Linked DNA regions of Mus musculus: region 2 is linked to region 1. Evidence: chromatin contacts called from public HiChIP or PLAC-seq data. All regions are on one chromosome and are shown on one strand. The core of a region is the stretch at or near the end of the contact, and the rest is flanking DNA. Distances in the headings are between cores, read along the strand shown.

What was found. HiChIP or PLAC-seq counts read pairs in DNA pulled down with a chosen protein or histone mark.
Region 2: an H3K4me3 HiChIP or PLAC-seq map of embryonic basal ganglia shows a contact between it and region 1, with 3 times the contacts expected there. The contact joins two enhancer-like sites. A contact is called at or near these places in 1 of 15 datasets of contacts at CTCF or cohesin (the NIH/3T3 cell line), 5 of 484 Hi-C or Micro-C datasets (the AML12 cell line, the HL-1 cell line, cerebellar granule neurons and 2 more), 3 of 115 datasets of contacts at active chromatin or transcription factors (craniofacial prominence, embryonic basal ganglia and pancreatic cancer cells) and 1 of 9 other capture datasets (embryonic stem cells).

What each region holds. Positions count from the first base shown.
Region 1 is chr6:94,160,943-94,166,178 of GRCm38.p6, forward strand. All of the region lies in intron 1 of Magi1 (membrane associated guanylate kinase, WW and PDZ domain containing 1), which reads right to left. All of the region lies in intron 1 of 4930511A08Rik (RIKEN cDNA 4930511A08 gene), which reads right to left. Among named protein-coding and RNA genes, the nearest start is that of Gm52867, 64 kb to the right of the region's middle. Within about 2 kb of position 2,204, at least 61 of the 459 cell types and tissues checked have an H3K27ac peak or open chromatin away from gene starts, as enhancers often do. A contact at or near this core is called in embryonic basal ganglia, where this site is marked.
Region 2 is chr6:94,461,739-94,466,680 of GRCm38.p6, forward strand. No RefSeq gene overlaps it. Among named protein-coding and RNA genes, the nearest start is that of Slc25a26, 36 kb to the right of the region's middle. Within about 2 kb of position 2,788, at least 45 of the 459 cell types and tissues checked have an H3K27ac peak or open chromatin away from gene starts, as enhancers often do. A contact at or near this core is called in embryonic basal ganglia, where this site is marked.

The DNA.
Region 1 (5,236 bases), core at 954-3,453:
CATGAAGGGAAATCTAGAGTCACTCTAAGCTCAATAATTTTCACTAAAAACATACACCTACAGGACCACTCTACTGTAGGCTTGGCAAGATCTTTAATCTCAGCACTTGGGAAGCAGCAGTAGATGGATCTTTCTAAGTACAAAACCAGTCTGGTTAATGTACTGAGTTCCAAGCTAGCCAGGGATACATAGTGAGATGCTGTCTCAAAACCAAATAGATGATAGATAGATAGATAGATAGATAGATAGATAGATAGATAGATAGATAGATAGATAGATAGATATGGTGTGACCCAAAAATTGATCACAGGATGGCAGGAAAGGTAGGTCAGCTTTATGAAAACCTGAGGTCACTTCAGAGGTGCTCACAGATAGCAGAGATGTCACCATGCTGTCAGAGAGATGTCATCCATAGTCACTATTTTGATATGACTCAGTTACAAACCCAAAGAGGTCAATAATAGAGGAACGAAGTCAAGATGGGCAGAAGAGGAGAGAACAACAGCCACCTGTCCTCTTGCTGTTCTTGACCACAGACTCACGGTCAAGCCCTAGGCATCAAGTCCCCATGGGCGGAGAACAAAACCCCCAAAAAGATTTCTGATAGCTTCTAATATTCTTTACCTAATTCACTTACATTTTGGATTAGACTTTCAAAAGAAGATTAAAGTTAAAATTAGATTAAGGAATGAAAATTAAAACAAACCCTCTCTGAAATACAAATTTTCCAGATGCCACAGACCTCCTGATTAAGTCCAAAGTGAACTGGCTACCCTTAAATCCAAGGAAATTTAGACCTTGCTCATTGAGAAACATTTTTCACATCCTAATCACTTGCATGCTTAGATCAAAGAGAATAATTATAGTTCTAAAAGAATTTCAGATTTGCTTTCACATTATAATTTATCCAGTGAAACCAATTACCTGAACTAAAAACATAAAGCACTTTCTATCCTTCTGGCAAATTCTGCTTCTTGGCATGTCTCTAGAGCAAGTGATGGCTTCCTCATACCCAGTCCTTGGACCTTGGACGTCATTTCATGGACACAAGCACTATCTTATCTTTCCTTATACCAGGCCTCCCTGAATCCAAGAATTTATTTTTTCAAATGTCATCACTTAGGACAGAAAAAAATATAATCAGGGACTCAAAGACCAACCTTCAAAATAAGCTCTCCAGCTGGCAAGAGGGCTCAGCGGTCAAGAGCACCAACTGCTCTTCCAGACGTCATGAATTCAAATCCCAGCAACCACATGATGGCTCACAACCATCCATAATGAGAAACAAATAAAGAACCTTTAGGCCAGGGCAAGTGGGACCCAGAACAAGCGGGTGGGGGGGGGGGGGAGTCAAAACCAAACCGAAATAAGCTCTCATTCCAGTGGGAGTCGGGTGGGAATCCAGCAGAGAACACACCATTGTGATTTGGGGAAGGTGACAATGGTGTGGATGAAAACGACATGAATCACATGTTACCTGTCTAATCTGAAGCAGGACCTAGGATACGGAAGGGACTCAGCATTCAGTACCTGCTCACACACTAATAATACCCTAACACAATTATTTTGCCAATACCTGCCTGTCCCACACTAGGTTTGGTATCTTTTCTTATGGTTTAGTTTTTTGTGTTGCTGGAGATGGGAGCTGGAGTCTTTAAGCCTAACAAGCAGGCACTCCATCTATCTCTGAACTATACTTCCAGCCCCTTGACTTGATCGATGAGCCCGAAATTGGAGAAGAAAGGGTTAGGATTTCTAAGGACTGGAGGCGTAGCTCAGCAGTAGAAAATTGCCTAGTGCATACAATTCACTATTATTTGATCCCCGGCATTAAAAGAAGGTCCTACAGAGATTTGTTTTAAAGGGAAAAAGAAAAACCTCACAGTGTGGGCTGGCAACACGGCTCGGTGAGTAAAGGCGCTTACCACCAGGCCTGACAACCTAAGTTCCATTCCTAGGACCCACATAACAGACTTAGAGAACAAACTTCCACAAGCTGTCCTCTGATCTCCACACATGCCCACACACAAATAAATACGAATGATTTTAAAGAAAACTAACAATGGCGCACTGAATTCAGTAGCCACTTCTTGCCCCTTCGATGATTACAACAGCTGTGCTTGCGGCCCCTGTACAGCATGGGGACTCACTTCCTGAGCCACAGATGGGGCGGGGCTTCTGACCACAGTGGATCAATCAGAGTCCATCTCTTTCAAATACACAATAAAGACAAAGATCCCAGCCTTGGTCTGAAGTGTATGCTGGAAGTAAGAACGGAGAGTACAAGAAGCAAGGAATGACAGATCCAGAAAACTCTACCAGACGGCATTGCATCCGAGGCATGAACACACTGGGAGTATCTCCCCTTCCCCAAGGTGCCCTATGCCCTGTGCCCTCAAGTTACACACTTTCCTTTTACATTTGCTCAAGAGCATGACAGAGGCACACACGAAAGCATTTCCTCCCTAGCCAATGCAATCATCATCAGACAAGACCGAGACAGCTGAGGCCACAGAAAGAAAAGTGCAAACAAGCCAGGGTGGTCCACGGAAAGAGGAGGAACCATGAGAATGGAGACAAGGAAGCTCTGAGAAAGCAATGAATTAAGTTTCTGTTCTCCCTCAGCAAACGCTGAGGAGAGAGCTCGCTGTCTGAGTTGGCTGCTGATAGCAGAGCTGTCTTTACAATGTTTTAGGTTCTGTGAATCCCACATTCTTTTTCTTTTTCTTGTACAGTTTTGTTTGAAACTCTGGCAAAACGCTGCACTTGGGAAGTAATTGAGAGTTGGCTGATGTGAAGTTCTGTGATTTTCAATTAAAAACACTCTCTCGCTGGCTGGCTGCTACCACTGTGGAAAAGAAAGAGCTGCGATGAGGGTTTCCCTGCTATTGAAAACAAGTCTGTTGAGCTCCAGAATGGTGAGTGAGATTCACTTACCTACCTACACAAACCACTTCTGTTCAAGCTATACCACGGCTCTGATCCCAGTTCCTGGGAACAAGGCACATTTCTGTATAGACTAATTCTTCTGTTTTCATTCCTTAAAGGCCCTTCATGAATTTGCATTTATATATCCAAGAATGCTCCAAACTCCCAAATGCCCGTGATCCCACAGGGCTCCAGTAATTACCACGTTTAGTGGCAGCACAGGCTTGTTGTCAGAAGACACTTGCCGGGTTTGAAGTTCACTATCATTAACAGAAAAAGAAAACTTTCACCACACAAAAAGAACCCCCAAGACCATCCCACTCCGAAACAACAATGCTTTGTGATTTTTGTTTTCCCAATGCTGTTCTCATTGAGTGCTAAAGAATGCAAAATGTCATGTGTACACTCTCATGTGTGCATGTGTGCACATGTATATGTACACACACACACACACACTCTGTGAGTATTCCTTAACGGGACTGACTAATCTCTTACAGAGAATAGCGGTGAATAAATACTCGAATTTGCATCTGCTTGCTGAGTAATGCTTTTACAGGTATTTTACTGCTGTACAAACAAAAGAGAGAAAGGACACCCTCATTCATCTCTGGGTCACATCTTACTGGTAGCATATTCGGAGCAGGAGAAGCACAGACTACCATCACTCAGAATGAAGCCCATTCTCGAATGAATAAAAGTAAATGAAACCAAGATGGCCCATTAACAATAAAATTCCAAACAACACAAGAAGACAGCAGCCAACAAACTCTTATTAGAAAAGGCGGGGGTTATCCACACCCCTGGGTATGGGAACAAGAACCCCAGGCCCAATCCCTGTGGTCCTGCAGGAGACGCCAGTGTTCTCTTAGAGCCTCAAGCAGAGAGTTTGAGGTTTAGCTGTGAAGAACTAGGTTGCTGGGGCTTTCTTACCTGCACCAGCCTGTAGCTCCCTCCCCTTAACTCCAATTTGGGAAGTTCAGGGAAGGCTCTCCCAGCAATTCTGCAAAAGGGGCGGGGCAACAAAAATGGCAACCTGGGTTTCATCTCAGCTGCTGGCAGGCCCTGAGCATGCTCCACCAGCAGTGCACAGCCCAAGGGCAGGGCAGAACACCAGCCCTTCTCTCTAGCTTGAGAGCAGAACCAAGCCAGCAGCATCAACCCTCAGACACAGCGAAATGAAGATGTTAAGGTTCAAATGCAGGAAAAATGGAAGGAATTGTGGATGTCACTAAATGGCTGGACCGAGGCCACACCAAGACTTCCTGGGTAAGAGGAGCCCTTAGAGAGGTGCTCCCATGGCAGGGGTGCAGGGGCCTTAGCTGAAGCTTTCATGTACTGTAAGGATTAAGAGGAAAACTTGCGCAACAGGATTGGGTGTGTATCTGCTCCGCCTCTTCAAAGCTGACTGCGACTTAGGGCAACTTGCTTCTAAGGTACGATTTTCTTTCTACAAGATAGGAATAGCTCTGTGTATCTTGCAAAGGAGCCTGGGATTTACAGTCCTAGCACACACAAAGTCCTCCTAGTGAAACATATAGCCCTCCCCCTACCCCTCCCTCCTCACATTCATTTCCTCAAAAGGGGCATCCTTCCTTTGTATTGTATCATTACCGGTAGTTTTCTTTTTAAAAGTTCTTACAGTGTTCTTTATAAAAGTAGTCGAGTTGTCAATTTGTCTAAAATTAGGTTTAAAAAAAAACAAAATTATATTCCTCAAAACCATGTGAATCTAGGAATTGAGAAGGAACCCCCAACACTCACCCTGTGAGGACATTGTGGAGATGGGATAACCTTTTGACTCAGTTTTTACTTTTCCCATTTCAGACCTTGCAGAAGCACAGCTCCATGCAATCAGCTCAGACTTCCATGAGATAGCATCAAGGCAGGCAGTGCCTGAGGGGCCTGGACTGGCCAGACAAGCCTGGTATATTTTCTATCCTGTCTGCATGACTTGAAACCAGACCCCACCTCTCTCTGCCACGTGCACCTCCTGAGACTTTCGGGCCCAGGGAAGTACGCTAGAGTCAGAAAGCTCATTTCCTAATTAAAATCTTTCAACCCAAAGTCACTGCTCTTTTGATAAAATCCAAACCCCTCGCCACAGCCTACAAGGCTCTGTGAATACTTCTCCCCACCCAACATGCCATGATACTATGAACTCCATCTTCTTCAAGGACTATTCCCTTTGTCCCTCAGTCCAGGCTGACCTTCTGGGTCCTATCTCTGGTTTTCTCATCTCCCATGACTCATCCCTGCCTGGCACAGGTGACCTGTCCATGTGACTCTCACTGGTTAAGTACTGAAGAGT
Region 2 (4,942 bases), core at 1,538-4,037, 300 kb after region 1:
AGTAAACAAGGATGCTAGTTCTGCTGGGACCTTGATCTTGGGCTTCCCAGTCTCCAGAACGATAAATGACAAATGCCAGTTGTTGAAGCCAGCCAGTTGATGCTGTTCTCTTGCAAGAACCAGGCTGAACCAGTAGAGCACAAAAGAGTGAAGCTAAGAAGCAGTAATGAGAAGAAATTGTACAGTATCACTGAGCTCAGGTCACACCTGGCTTTTAAAGCTTTGCTCAGAGACAAACAACATACAGCTAAACAAATCACATATCAAAGGCACATTCTCACAGAAAAGAAGCAACTAAACACAATCTTAATCTATTCTTTATTCTTAAAATGCCAACGAATTAACAAAATATGTAAATCTCTCTGGCTCATAATGCATATGCATTTGGATTGACCTTTTCAGAGCTTTTAATTAATAAGATGAATGCTCATAAAAACATAGCTGGGCAGTTTGAAACTTCCTGTCCTCTAGGAAAAGAATTAGAGATAGTGGTTGACATATTTTTTTTTCTCAGTACAGGATTACTGATATAATGTCTGACCTTCTGTTTAAGCATTTTTAAAGCTGTGTAGTCCATTAATGTAACATGACATATACTGTTTTACTAAGTATACTAACAACTATATGTTAACATTGTAGTTTATATTGTTACTTATGTTTATATATTTATATATGCCTTAATGCATGCAAAGAGAATATATCCTTTACTATATATATATAAATTAGAATGGGACTTTTCTTTTCTTTTCTTTTCTATTCTTTTTTTTTAAGATAGCATCTCATTAAGTAGCTGTCCTAGAATTTGCTGTGTAGATCTAGGTGGCCTCAAACTCACAGCAATCCACCTGCTTCTGCTTCCCTAGAGCTGGGATTTAAAGGTGTGCGCCATTGTCAGGTCTGGCAGAATGGAGACCTTTTGTGTAAAATGACTCATGATTTTGGCTGGTAGCACAACAGTCAATGGACATTCCCTTTTGTCACCAAGGCGGATGCCTCCTGCAGATCTCCAGCCATCGCATTAGGAAGTCCCTTTGATAACCTTGACCTAAATGTTCTTGTTCAAAATTTAAGATGCCGCCACAGGTAGCTCACCCTCAAAATACAGATAACATCCAGCAAATGAGGTCAATTGAGAAGACTAACACCATCATCTTCACAGGCACTGACAGCTCACAGGACGGGGTGGGAGAGGAATTTTACGTGTGTTTTATTTTTATTTGTTTAGTAGATATTAGCTCTTTCATACATTGCTCTGATAAAAGCAACCCAAGCGAGGGCTTATTTGGTTTCCTGGCTTGAAGTTAGTACAGAATGGCAGGGAAGCACGGTGGTGGGCGCACAAGGCAGTTGGTCACATTGCTCCCAGAGTCGGAAAGCAGAGGAAGGAAAAGTAGATGCTCAGTTGACTGTCCCTTTCACTCAGCCCCAATGGGGACCCTGGCCGATGAACTAGCGCCACCGTATTTAGGGTAAATGGTCCCACCTCAACTAACCTAAGGTAGAAAATCCCTCAAAGACATGGTCAGAGGATGCTCCCTTCAGCAATGCTCAATCCTGTCAAATTGACAATCCATAGTAATCGTCACAGCATAGTAGACCAAGCTGAGCACATTCCAACACAAAGCTGGGTCCAATCTTAAAAACAACAACAACAACAACAACAACAACAACAACAAAACAAAACTTATACATTGCACGAAAAATGAAAATCTTTACCACTGTGCTGAGACAGCAATCTTAATCTAGATAGACACTCCTATGATCACATCCACAAGGCTTGCAGAATCAATCCACTGTTAATGGGCAGTAAGTAAATTGTCCCTAATTTGGTTTGAGATGATACTTAGATCTCAGGAATATCTGAGTAATGATGCCAAAACACTGGAAAGTGGGAGCTGAACAAAAATTCTTCAAGTTGTCAGCATCAGGCAGAGATAAACATCGGATGGACACTGGCAGCCTAATTTTAAATCTCCATGCCACAAGTGTGACCCAAAGCATGCCCTACTTGCCAGGCAGAGTCTTGATAAAGCTCCACAGTGGGCCGCCAATGAGAAGGAAGAAGTCTATGACTTCTAACTGCCAGCCAATGGGCTTCATACAATGCCTTTTATGTTTGTTGGGTGTTAGTTCCCAGGGGTCACTGCCTTTTCTCTTCCCGGGAGAGCTAAGCTAATCTGACTATAGAGTGGAAGGGGTGGCTTGGCTTTGTGGAAATCGGGGAAGTTCCCACTAGTCCCTCTAATGATGCGGACGTCCACTTGACTATAACCACTGTTGGATATTTTGACACAGAAGCTTAGGGTTATCATCCTCTGCAGCCCTCAATCTGAGACAGAAGTAAGGGAGCTTGCAGAACCTCTTGATTCCCCTGTCACCAAGCTGTACCTTCAGTTTTCCTGTCTGTTTCTGGGACTCTCAAGCTGTACGTGGGAGACTTCCTTTTCTGAAGGAGCAGGCAGCTGAACCCTCTGGGATCTACCTGGGGCTTCTCTTTCCTGCCTCTTTGCTGCCTTGGAGCTGGACAACATTGCAATACATCTACCTACCCATTTAACTACACCTTTTAGCCAGTGACCTAGTAATGGCTTGCAAGTTTAATGCACCCTAAAACATTTGCAATTGTGTGTGTATGTGTGTTACCCTCTCACTGCTCCTCAAAAGACCCTGGCCAGCGTGCAGGGGTGCCATTCTTAAGGCGACTGCTTGCACCTCCTCCACAGTATCAGAGAGTACAGTCCTGCTGTTGCTAGGAAACGCACTACAATCCCTAGACCCCGTCATGTGTGCTTTGCAGAAAAGAGCCCAGCTGGACCCTTGAGTGTGCAGAGACTATTCCAGGTACTTTGCTGCCAAACTGTTGTTCTCTGTGATCTGTATGGGGCTTCTGGCAGCCTTGAGGATGCCTGCTGCGGCGGCTTGCGGTGAATCGGGGATTAGCTGGAGATCTGTTGCATTCCTCTCCTTCCTCCCAAAGAAGAAGGATCTCAGCTTCCTCAAAAAGCTGGATTCCCTCCCACCCCGTTCCTTTAAATAAGTGCTTTTGTGCCTGTCCAGGCCCTTGGGATGTGCATGCGTGCTCAGTGTCTCCACCTGCTGGTACTTAGTTAAGCTTTGCTGTGTAATGTTAGAATACGAAAAATAAAAAATTGGGATATAGCTAAAAGAGCAGTTGAGGATTTGGCAGGAAGAAATAACAGTGGTTTGGTGACAAAAGGAGATGCTCATGAATAAAATAACAGTTGTCTTACCTGTAAGGCAAATCATTTATTCCTTATCCATATAGTGGTAAAGGCTTATTACTATGCAATATTTGTAGGAATTTAGTCATGTGCACAGAAAAATGTAAACATTGAGAAGGAGGCAGGCATGAAGGTGCACATCTGTAATCCCAGTGTGTGAAGGCAGGGCTTCAAGATCTTCTACTGTAGAGCAGGCTCTACTATGCCAGCCTGGGCTAAGTGAGACCTTGTCTCAAAAAACAAGGCAAACATACAAAGTTCTCAGTATAGTGCCCTGCTCAGAGAGCTGTATTTCTGCAGCTTAGATCTGGCACTACTCACAGCTACATTAATAGTCTGTCTAGCTGAGAATTAGTGTGCACACCTTTGATCCCAGCACGGGGGAAACAGAAGCAGGAAGATCTCTGAGTCTAAGGCCAGCCTTGTCTACAGAGTGAGTTCCAGGGCACCAAACAGTAAGGCTTGTCTCAAAAACCAAAACCAAACATATTGAAAATTAGTGTCTTTCACTGAGTAGTCAATCAGTTCTCTAGAAGTAAGAGGCAGTTGTCTGGAGAACCTTAAAATCATTCAGCTTGTGTGTGGTAGGAATGTGTCTCCCTGGGGCTGGGCAGACAGCTCAGTGGTTAAGGCTAAGAGGGAGTGCTGCTCTTCTTAGTTTGTTTCTCAGTATCCACACACAGCTGCCTGTAAACCCAGCTCCAGGGGATCCAGTGCTCTCTCCTAGAATCCACGGGTACCTGAACACATATGTACACGCACCCACACTCAGACGAACACATATACATGTAATTTAAAATAAAATAATTTAAAAAAAAAAGAATTTGCCTCATGTTGTTTTACCTTTTCAAGGGGGTGGGGGGCAGTGGCAGTTTGGCCAGGTGAGTCCCGCAGTTCCTGTATACTTGACTGAATGGCTTTTGCCAGGCCCAGGGTCAGATTCCCAGGAGCTCACCTGTGGGTGCTGTTGCGTGGATCGCTAGCTGAATGGAAGGAGAACTCAGGGTGGTGGGAACTGCAAGCTGTCTCCATACGAAAGTGTCAGAATCTATTTATTATAAAGTTCATCTTCTGTGAGGAGACTTAGCAAGGGCCTTCAGGTATGAGGGCGTGTGCCTAGATAAGATGTGGGGGGGGGGCCAAATATATAATTGGTTATCTTGTATATATACAACAGATGATGAAATGATAACCTAAAGTTTTAAAACTTAGCTATAAAGAATAATTAACTACCAGTAAATAAGAAATTAAATTTATCTTGTAGACGAGCTGCAATAACTTTAAAAATCAATAGAAAATCATTAGAAATTCTGTTGTACCCAGTATAATAAACTCTTTACTTTAACTATTGTCTCATATGGGAGCGATTGCTATTTCTTTTTTCTTTTTCTGTAGACATAAGTGACACCTAGAGGATGGAGAGTTCAAGAACATGTCAGTTATTTTTCACAAAGCATTATTTCCTATCCATTAACATTTTGAGGTGGCAAACACAAATATACACATATTGTCATCAAAAGATATTTGCATATTTTGTGAATTCACTGATTTTAAGAAACAAGACTCAGTTAAAAGTATGGCTTATGAATAGTTATACCTATATATGTTTACTAAGAATGCACCTTAACTTTGTTTAGATTTAAATTTTTATTTGTATTTTATGTGTATGGGTGTTTTGCCTTCATGTACATCTCTGCATT